2 separate regions of the Hordeum vulgare genome follow, and region 2 is linked to region 1. Evidence: chromatin contacts called from public Hi-C data. All regions are on one chromosome and are shown on one strand. The core of a region is the stretch at or near the end of the contact, and the rest is flanking DNA. Distances in the headings are between cores, read along the strand shown.

Region 1 (5,110 bases), core at 2,092-4,591:
CTCGCTGGTGTCCCAGCTGTCGGTGCGGAGGTTCATGTACTGCCTGCCCCCGCCGGCGTCCAGGAGCGCGGGGAGGCTGGTCCTCGGCGCCGACGCCACCGCCATCCGCAACGCGTCGGACCGGATCGTGGTGCCCATGTCCATCAACCCGCGGTACCCGTCCTACTACTACCTCAACCTCAACGGGATGTCCATCGGCGACAAGGCCATGACCTCCTTCAGGAGCACCATGAACGCGACGACTCCAGACCCCAACACCAACGTGGCGGCGCCTCCCGTGTCCGGCGACGGCGAGGGCGGCGGCGGCACGGGGCCGAACGCGTACGGGATGATCATCGACATCGCATCAACGATCACGTTCCTGGAGGAGTCGCTGTACGAGGAGCTGGTGGACGACCTGGAGGAGGAGATCAGGCTGCCGCGGGGTTCCGGGTCGAACCTGGGGCTGGACCTCTGCTTCATCCTGCCGGAGGGGGTGACGATGAGCCACGTGTACGCGCCGCCCATGTCGCTGGCGTTCGACGGCCAGTGGCTGAGGCTGGAGAAGGAGCAGCTGTTCGTGGAGGACAGGGAGAGCGGGATGATGTGCCTCATGATCGGCAAGACGGACGGGGTGTCCATCCTCGGCAACTACCAGCAGCAGAACATCCAGGTCATGTACAACCTGCGCCGGGGGAGGATCACCTTCGTCAACACCAACTGCGAATCCGGGCGCTAGACCAGGATTCAACTTGCACTACTCGTTGTCGTGATAAACATAATAACAAATTTAGACATCGACCATAAAAAAAAAGACGTCGAAGAGGATAGGTAAGGTATTGCATTGAGCATTCAGAAATCTGAACATTCAGCTAGCTCCTCTGAACATTCAGAAATCTGAACTGGACAAGTGGACAGTGAGGACAGAAAAAGGAGCAACCACTCGTTGAATTTGTGAGTAGAGTACATTTTTACATCATATCTATTACTATCATCCAAAAATGTATCAAGCGAATTGATACAATGGTCTAAGGGCATGTTTTTTCTTTCCCTTTTTGCATAATGTAAATGAATCGAATTTATGAATCAGCGAAGAATGTTAATTTTATGTTCGCACAAGGGAATTCAATTTTATTTGTCACATTCTACTTTTTTCTAGGCTCCTTGCATTGGTCCTCAGTGTGAGTAAAATAGAAGGAGAACCAATAGCTCCCATCACCATCTTACTTGTGTAATTTTTATATTGCCATCTATAGAGGGTCATGAATATATTCACAACTCACAAGCTATTCAGACCTTATACAAGAATAAAGATGTTTCCGCAACAATCCATTCCACCTTCATGTGGTCCTATGATGAGATTATCAAATGGTCTCTGCATACTTGCGCACAGCAGTTGCCAAATCCTGAACATGTTGATCCACAACACCTGCCATGACCACATAACTGATGCACAAACTTGCAGTTTTTCTATAAGAACAAAGAAAACATAAGTGACAACCTTACCTATTTTGTTTAACGCATCCTCAAGTTTGAACAGATACTCCTTATTAGGTCCAGTTGGGCCTTCGGCTAGGTAGATTTGCCTGAACATAACATAGATTATCATCAAAATTTACCACGGTTTCAGTTCAAACAAAATAATGCTGAAGTTAAGGAGGTGCTATACTTGGCCATTTCTTCCAGCGGAGCAGGACCCAGATAGTTTTGGTTGGCCTCCTTATTTGTGGTGGCTAAATATCTGTTGGTGGAATGCAGTTCCATCAGTTTCTTTAAGCAATTTTACCAAGAGCTCATTTTAACAATACCATAAAAACACTTACACCATCATATTTTGGACTTCCGGTATTTTGGGGGAAGAATCCTGAAACATTTCCAAATCACATGAAACATCTGGAGCATAAGAAATAATTCAAGCACTTGGTAGTCATATCTTACTGTATACAAGTCAAGGTAAACCTTCTCATCATATTGCTTCTCTCTTACTTCCAGATACTGCAATTCAAGGCTGAAGGTAAGTTGACAATAGATGCAGGTAACCAACTCAAAGTTGGTTTATGAAAACACCGATCAAGGGCAATATTACTTTGATGCACAAACGGGCTGCTAGAAGTAGCATCTAGACAAAGTATCCGAGTTCAAATGAAGGGTTCTTACTCTTCTCTTAAAGAAAAAATATTTTTCTTAGCTCAGGGCTGAATCATCAATATCTCAACAAGCGGTATAACAAAGCACACTCATACTATTAACCAATCTGTTTATCTCCATTATGACAGACAAAGAACAGCATTCTCGTTCGAACCATGAAATAATTGTGCATAATCATTTACAAAGTACAGCAATGGTGAACTAAATCCGACTTGGTCAATATATACAGTCTTCTTTTTTACCTCCAGGGCTGTCTGCTTATCTTGCTCCCTTGAAATTTTGTAAGCAACTCCCCACTGCAGTTACACAACAGAAATTCAGTTGCAAATCTTTTTCACACTCCATTAACAGAATTGCCACGAGCATGAAACAAATACTACAGAATAACATAACAATACTGGGGAGCATTAGCATAACGAAAAGACGTTACTGCGGATAACTAACGCACTTGCGAACCCATTTCACATGTACGTAGGAGTACTATCTAAGGTCCTCATGATTTCATTGAAATAACTCAGGGAAGGTACGATTCACCATCCTAACGCAGTCCACACCCATATAAACTTAAGCTTCAATTCATTCCGGTTCAAGACCACTGACACAGACAACCACTATCTGAACAGGCGATGCTACGCAATCACTATCTGATCAATAACTCACTGACAGTGAGGAACAGGAAAAAAAACGGATGTCTCAACCAATCCTAGCACAGGAGGGTTCATCATAAACTCAGAGCAGAGAGTTGGGCGGCGTACGCATGTGGACCCGGGCTGGTGCTCGAGCGTGACGGTCCTCCCGGGGAACTCCGGCGTGCCCCTGTGGTCCGTGCTCCCTGTCGATCCGCCGACAAAAACCAGAGGGTCAGCGAGATAGATCTGAGAAGCTCCGGCGAGCGGTCGCCGGACTGGTCAGTTATCAAATCATACCCTGGTAGAAGACGCGGCGGTAGTCCCTGACGAAGCCGACGAGGCGGGCGTCGTAGGCAAACCCGGGGTTCCACACCAGGGAGCCGTAGCCGAACACCCACATCACCATGCCGCCGCCTCCGTCTACCTCCCCTCACTTGCTCCGGCGGAATCGAAGATCGTCTGCGTATCGGCGGCGCGGGGGATTGGATGATTTGCCCCACTTTACAAAGGGTTGAATGATTTGCCCACTGTTGTCTCTGCCGCTTCTCTGATTGGATGCCTCCCTCCTGCGTTCTTCCAGGACGGCTGGAAAGTTGGAGGCCAACTGGCTGGTCTACTGGAGGCCCACGTTTACCACAAAAAAAAAAGTACTGAAGGCCCATGTTTCAGCCCGGACATGGCAGCCCGGTGGCCCACGTTACAGATCAGGTTATTAGGTGCTACCTTGTTTAGTACCGCATCGCTTGCCTGAGGAGGTTGGAGGGGAAGCTGTGCTATATAACCAAGGCAGGGTGCGACCTTGAAACATACTTACCTGGACGGGGTCAATGGCTGATCAAGAAGAGCCATGGCCTAGGCTAGTGGTCCACATTGCACTTGGTGGATGCGCTAGCTTACCATCTCCCAAAATGGGAGAGTGTACGTCATAATTTGTGATAGGGGGGATACGCGTTCGCGCGGTCCCTGCCAATTCCATTATAAATTTGTTAAATTTGGAATTCCTTTTGCTAACCATTGTCTTCAAAGGTAGGAATTTGTGCTTTGGTATCCTACAACATCAGAGCTGCACAGACAACCATCAAGAGAGGACTCATGAACAATCTGAACAATCAAGATTGCACATGCCAAGCTCCCAAATAATAACTCCAGAACATAATTTCTAATCCTAGCACAGGAGAGTAACAATTACTACTACCTCAGAAGACAGACGCTAAGCTAAAAACAATGCTTACTCGGTCAGACAAGAAGTAAGCATTTCAACTGATGTTTTAGGTAAACAAAAGGAAGCTTGCAGTTTCCGATAAATCCCAGAAAGCCAAACCGTTTAGCACCCCCGAATTCTATAGCGCATTTAGTCAATCATCGCTTTCAGTGTCATCGTAGTCGTTGTCGCCACCACTGCTTGAGTACTCGTGGTACTCAGGCTCCCATGGCTCCCTAAACGACTCAAGAGCACAGCATCTGTCCTCGATGTTGCCGTCAAGCCTGACATTCCAGCTGCCAAGTATGTCCAGCGTACGCAGCAGAGGGCATTTGGTGAGGATGGCATCAAGGCCAACATCACTAAACCAACCATGCGCAAGCTCAAGTTGTGTAAGCATCGGCATGGTATTCGCAATTGCCAGGGCCTCGTCTTCAACCACTCTAGGTGCGGCATTGCTGCCTTGGGGAGGCTGTGGAGGAGGCCTGTTCCTCTTCAGCTGAGCAAGCGACTTGCAACTTCGGCCTATTGCTTCCATGCCCCTCGATGTGATTTTCTCGCAGTAGCTGATGTCCAACACTCTTAGAGCAGGAAGGTGTTCCACATACCTCTCCACGGCTTGGTCAGATATCTCGCTCACCGGGATCTGCAGGACATTAAGCAACTTCCCCCTGTCCAGTGAAAATTAAACATATTACAAACAAAACTTCAATAGTGGCAACAATGGTAAATTAGGTGCCAAATTTGCAGCATATGTGACAGAAAAGAGAAGATGCAGTGCTATTAAGCCAATCAATGCACATAACAAAGCATTGGCATTACAGATCGTCGAAAATAGAGAGGAACCACGGACAATGTTATAGTCCTAATTTCTTATGCTACTCAGAAATGAAGCAGTACAAATTGTTTTCAAATTTTTTGTTAAGTTTTTTTGATTGTGGGTGAACCGTGGGTGCAATGTAGGTGGGTGCACAAAAGCCACTCTCTACAAATTAAGCAATATGTGATGTCTCTCAAGAAATAGAAAAGCTAGTTTGTGCTAGTTTTCTTCACATGACAAGAAGCCTCAGAAAAACCAGGAGCGGCATCCTCTGAAACTAGTTGTTCTCATTTTGTTTTGAGAGAAACAAAGGTTGGCCCTAATGTCATCTAA
Region 2 (5,775 bases), core at 3,076-5,575, 200 kb after region 1:
TTTCCTTTTTAAAAAAAATATCGATAAAGCACCTGTGCTTGATGGCTTGACTCGGGCCTAACTCTAGCTTTCGATCGACTAAGTCCCAATTCCAACGAGTATGATTTTTTTTGTGAAATATTGCTTGTTTTATATACAAAATTTGGGGCCCTTCGAAATTGTGGGCCCTGTGCAGGTGGCTCATTTGACACCACAGTTGGCCCGGCCCTGGCTAGGGTTAATTGGTGTTGGGCTCTCTCAGAAACTGCACGTAGTGGAACCTGGCTCAAAACAGATTTGAGGCTAGCTCACATCGCTATCGGACCGTGGATTGGGTCTCTCCAACAAGGGGAGGAAAGGTTAGTCAAGCAGCTTCTGTAGGATTGGAAATAGAGAACTGAGATGCACGAAATTGGATAAAGAAAGGGAGCGGATTGGAACGAAATTGCAAGAAATTGACTAAAAAGGTGCGGATTGGGGCGACAATGGCTGCCGACAGAGTTCACTGTGGGAAACACCATGAAGTCATTGGAGTCACCACGAACCGTCACGTGCAGATGGACCTCCCGTTAGTAGTTTGCTTTCGGTCTCTCGTCACAAAGAACATCTCTCCCACCAGTCCTAGTAGAAGAAAAGGACAGTGCTAACTTCCAGTCGACTGGAGGTTAGCGACAGATCCATACGATTCGTTCCTACGTGATCGCTATCATTCCATGCTCTCGTGCATTGATTTTTTTCCTTCTCTCAAAAACCATAGTGAATCGCTAGTGATTTTTTCTGGTTTTTTGTTGTATAATATGAAAAGGAAATAAAAGTGCTTGAAAGAGGATTTGAACCAAGGTCTATGCAATAGTTATTAAGCCTAATAACCAACTAAGCCATCTTTTGTTGTCTATTGTAGATAATCAATGTTATTTGAACCTTTCTTATTTCTGGCATATCAAAGTAATAATAAAGATTGGCTTGGTAAGTTCGGCATGACCAGCGTGATCAATATAGTATGGGTAACATGATAACTATATCATGATAAGGCTGGTAACTACAGTACAAGAAGCTTAAAGGATGGGGCAGTATGGTAATTTAACACATAAATTACTGGTGAAATGATTCAAAAACTTTTTCCCCTTGAATGAAAGATACCATGGTGTTTAAACGTAAGATATTAGGTGCGGGATGCATAAAATTGTCATAAATTTACATGTAAGTCTCATGAGGAGTTACATTTCAATGTTTTTTCCTCGAAGTCAAAGTTAACATGGTGGTTGAACGTAAAGTATGAGGTCCTCGGTGCATAAATGCCCATGCTATTTACATAGAAATTACCGGGGCATGTTTCGGTAACGTTTTCCTCATGTGTATAAAGTTATCAATGTGGTGTATGTAAGTTATCAGGTGTATGGTGCGTAAATTACCATATTATATGCACTAGGTTATCACGGGATATTTCTAGAACTTTTCGCCCAAGGTGGAAAGTTATCATTGTGTTTATATGTAAGTTACCATCTTATTTACACAAAAAATATCGGGGGTATATTTGAACAACTTTTTCACCTCGGATGGTAAAAAAAGTGGTATTTTATTTAAATTTGTGAGGAGCCAAGTAGTGGGTTAATGTCTACTACACATCTTGTTCTTGTAGACTCGTGATGGGCCTCCAAGTGCAGAGTTTTGTAGGACAGTAGCAAATTTCCATCAAGTGGATGACCTAAGGTTTATCAATTCGTGGGAGGCGTAGGATGAAGATGTTCTCTCTCAAACAACCCTGCAACCAAATAATAAAAAGTCTCTTGTGTCCCCAACACACCAAATACAATAGTAATTTGTATAGGTGCACTAATTCAATGAAGAGATGGTGATACAAGTGTAGTAACGGTAGTAGATATTGATTTTTGTAATCTGAAAATATAAAAAACAACAAGGTAGCAAGTAACAAAAGTGAGCATAAACGTTGCTGCAATGCTTGAAAATCAGGCCTAGGGTCCTTACTTTCGCTAGTGCAACCACTCAACCATGCTACCATAATTAGATCATATAACAATACCTCAATGTGCGGTAAAGAATCACTCCAAAGTTCCTATCTAGCGGAGAACATAAGAAGAAATTGTTTGTAGGGTATGAAACCAACTCAAAGTTATTCTTTCCGATCAATCTTTCCAGGAGTTCACACTAAGATAACAAGTTATCCTTTTCAATCGATCTATCAAGAGTTCGAACTAAAATAACACCATAACAAAATTAGATTAATAATACCCAATACAACACAAAGAATTTCAAGGAGCACACCAAGATTTATATCGGAGAACATAGTATGAAAACGTGCAATCAACCCCTATGCCTAGATTACTCGAATGCCATCATGGGAATCCGCGAGTTGATGCCACAACATATATCAAGTGACTCACTTGAATACCCCATGTCACTATGGGTATCCGCATGCAAGACATACATCATGTGTTCTCAAACCTGAATGTTCAATCCAATATAACAAGATCTTAAAGTGAAAGACTCAATCCATCACGACAATAGCATGGGACAAACACCATATGATCCAACTATATTAACAAGGCCCGTGGTATATCAAGATCATGAGATCTCAAGAACACGAGAGAGAGAGAGAGATTAAACACATAGCCAATGGTACAAACCCTCAGCACCGAGGGTGGACTACTCCTTCCTCGTCATGGCCTCTGCTGGGATGATGAAGATGGCCACCAGAGATGATCTCTCCTCTCCGGCAGGGTACTGAAATATCTCCAGATTGGTATTTCGTGGCTACAAAGGCCTGGACGACGAAACTTCTCGTCTAGTGTTATTTCTGGAGGTTTCTATATTTATAGGATTTTTGGGCGTTAGAATCACGCCAAGATGGGCCACGAGGTGCCCACTAGACATCAGCCCACCAGAGGGGGGTTGGCACGACCTGGTGTCTAGTGGGCACCACGGGCCCCCTCTCGTGGTTCTTTGCTCCAGTACTTCTCGTTTCTTCCAAAAAAATTGTCAAAAAGTTTCGTCCAATTTTCGTAAACTTTTATTTCTGCACAAAAAACAACACCACGATAGTTGTGCTGAAAACAACGCCAGTCCGGGTTAGTTCTAAATAAATCATATAAAGTGCAAAAAAAACCATATAAAAGTATTATAAACATAGGCAAACATGGCACGCATACTTCATTAATTATCGATATGTTGGAGACATATCATGGGTGAGTAGGCTAGCGTGTTAAGATCTCGGTATCAAAGTCTTGAGTTCAATTCTCAGCTTTAGCATGATTTCAAGGTTATAAAACTACAAGTATGGAAACTGCTAGCATCAAAATTTGTTTCCAACATATTTTCTCCCATAAAATTACCAGGTCTGCGATGTATGAGTTATCAAGCTATTCACACAAAATTTAACTCAGGGTATTTTATCAACGCGTGCCTGCCTCTACCCGGTCACCAAATTTACCAAGACCGAGGTACATAAGTTATCATGTTAGCGATGTGTGAGTTACCGTGATATTCACATAAAAGTTATCGGCGGTATATTTCATCACCTCTCTTCGCCAAAGTTACCAAGACCGGGCTACATAAGTTATCAGGTCTCCGATGTGCGAATTACCATGTTGTGGACACCAAAGTTACCGAGGGATATTTCATTAACCCCCACCCCCACGCCAAAGTTATTAGGACTCAGTTATATAAGTTATCAGGTCTGTGATATGCGAGTTATCCTGATATTCACACAAAACTGACCGAGGGAGTATCCCCGTGGTCGTCAAAATTACCATGGTGTCATCAACTCTAGACGAGTTGGTAAAATAGTCTACTTAAGTACGAAAAAGATTGGACATTGCATTAACTTTTGTGTCAATATAGAAGAGGAGACAAGTTAAATAGCCTAGTTGGTTTCATTTCGTCAAGAAAAAGGAACATATATGAGGTGGTTGGCTACTTGAGTTACCTCATGAGGGGTACAAGGATGGAATCCTCTTGTGTGCATCATTTTTTATATGAAAATAAATAAATAAATAAAACCCGGACGTACTATGGTTTTCAGTAAAAGAAAATAAAAATCGATCCTAAAATAAATTGGGGAATCGTTAGGTCGTGCGGATCTGTCGCGTCGACTCGATGTTAGCTTTCTCGAAAAGAAAAAGAACATCTCTTCTCTGATTTTTGTTTGTTATGTTACGCCTGAATGGGCTTTATTTTTGGTAGGCCTTCTTACTGGCTGGGCTAGATCAGCAGAAAATCACGCTCATCATTAGACCCGGCCCAACATCTAACACGAAGAGACGGTGCCGATCCGTGGCTCCGTGTCCTTCGTTATAAAACCACTTCCTCGGAGCGAGGTGCCCTAACAAATCGCGCAGCCACCGGTCTCCCTCCCCGCGAGCAAATGGCGGCGAGCCTCACGCTCGCCTCCCTCCCCCCCCGCAACCCACAAGACAACCCAGCCCCGCCCCGCCCCCAGGGGAAGAAGAAGCAGAGCACTCGCGGCGACCGCGTAGAAGCCCAACCTCAGCCATGGCCCTCTCCGATAGCTCGCGCCACGCGCTGCTCCCCAGCTTCCTGTACGCGGCCCCCTCCGCCGCCGCCACCACCACCCCCTTCTCCGCCGCCGCTGGCATTGGTGGCCGCGGGCTCGTCGCACCGGCCGATGCGGCGGCGACGAGGCCGGCGGTGTGGACGCGGGCGCCTAGCGAGCCGTCCCGGAAGATCGAGATGTACTCGCCCGCGTTCTACGCGGCGTGCACGGCCGGTGGCATCGCCAGCTGCGGGCTCACGCACATGACCGTCACGCCGCTCGACCTCGTCAAGTGTAACATGCAGGTGAGCTTCTGTTAGACCTTTCTTGTCTCCGGGGTATGATGTACTGGAGGGTAGTTAGGTTCGGATTGTGTGCATTTGTGTCCAACGCATAATGCATCTGGAGTATGCGCATATTCTATGCCTTATGTGGTTCTGTTGTCAATTGGTTCGTACACATCGCCTGCTATTGCATCTGTTTGTCTCATGATTATTCCTGGACGTGATGTTATCTGGGTTAAATGATCCTGTCAATATGTTAGTACTTAGTTGCTTGTGGATATTTCTATTCGGTTGGACGGGATACTGCAAGGCTGCGTGTGCATAGACCCAGAGTTGGATCATGCAATTGTTTTACATTTTCAACAATTAACTGTTGCTGTGGACCAACTGTCAATGAAGTATGGCATCCCTTGATTTTGTGTGTGGTTTGTAGTCGTTATGCTTTATCATTGTTATGAAACCAGTTAGTAATGACATGGCACTTTGTCTGTTTTATTAGATTAATCCAGCCAAGTACAAGAGCATCTCTTCTGGATTTGGTGTTCTATTGAAAGAGCAAGGGGCAAAGGGTTTCTTCAGAGGATGGGTGCCTACTTTGATTGGTTACAGTGGTCAAGGCGCCTGCAAATTTGGTTTCTATGAGTTCTTCAAGAAGTATTACTCGGATATTGCTGGACCTGAGTATGCAGCCAAGTACAAGACTTTGATCTATCTTGCTGGCTCTGCTTCGGCTGAGGTTATTGCAGATGTTACCCTCTGCCCTATGGAGGCTGTGAAGGTCCGCGTGCAGACACAGCCTGGTTTTGCCAAAGGTTTATCTGATGGACTGCCTAAGTTTGTGAAGGCTGAAGGATATGCTGGGTAAGTCGACGCAAAAGTGACTGAAATATTGCAATCTATTTTCTCTGTAACTGTAAACTCACTCTTCTGAAACAATGCTGGGTGTGCAGATTGTACAAGGGAATTGTTCCGCTCTGGGGCCGTCAAATTCCATGTAAGTAT

The links. Hi-C and Micro-C count contacts between places; a contact is called where the count stands out from the background.
Region 2: a Hi-C map of leaf shows a contact between it and region 1, with 2.2 times the contacts expected there. The contact joins the promoter of LOC123426855 here to the promoter of LOC123426854 in region 1. A contact is called at or near these places in 3 of 6 Hi-C or Micro-C datasets (leaf and seedling).

What each region holds. Positions count from the first base shown.
Region 1 is chr2H:501,922,952-501,928,061 of MorexV3_pseudomolecules_assembly, forward strand. LOC123426854 (gamma-glutamylcyclotransferase 2-3) reads right to left here and starts at 3,342. Exons shown (of 8, transcript XM_045110750.1): 1 at 3,054-3,342; 2 at 2,883-2,959; 3 at 2,370-2,423; 4 at 1,918-1,974; 5 at 1,803-1,843; 6 at 1,649-1,720; 7 at 1,486-1,565; 8 at 1,203-1,408. The coding sequence starts at 3,162. The coding sequence ends at 1,344. LOC123426853 (F-box protein FBW2-like) reads right to left here. Exons shown (of 2, transcript XM_045110749.1): 2 at 3,850-4,628. The coding sequence ends at 4,112. It overlaps LOC123433625 (a small nuclear RNA gene), which reads left to right and starts at 3,563; the gene lies at 3,563-3,722. It overlaps LOC123426852 (aspartyl protease 37-like), which reads left to right. Exons shown (of 1, transcript XM_045110748.1): 1 at 1-1,092. The coding sequence ends at 718.
Region 2 is chr2H:502,121,638-502,127,412 of MorexV3_pseudomolecules_assembly, forward strand. LOC123426855 (mitochondrial phosphate carrier protein 3, mitochondrial-like) reads left to right here and starts at 4,326. Exons shown (of 6, transcript XM_045110751.1): 1 at 4,326-4,794; 2 at 5,273-5,634; 3 at 5,724-5,767. The coding sequence starts at 4,489.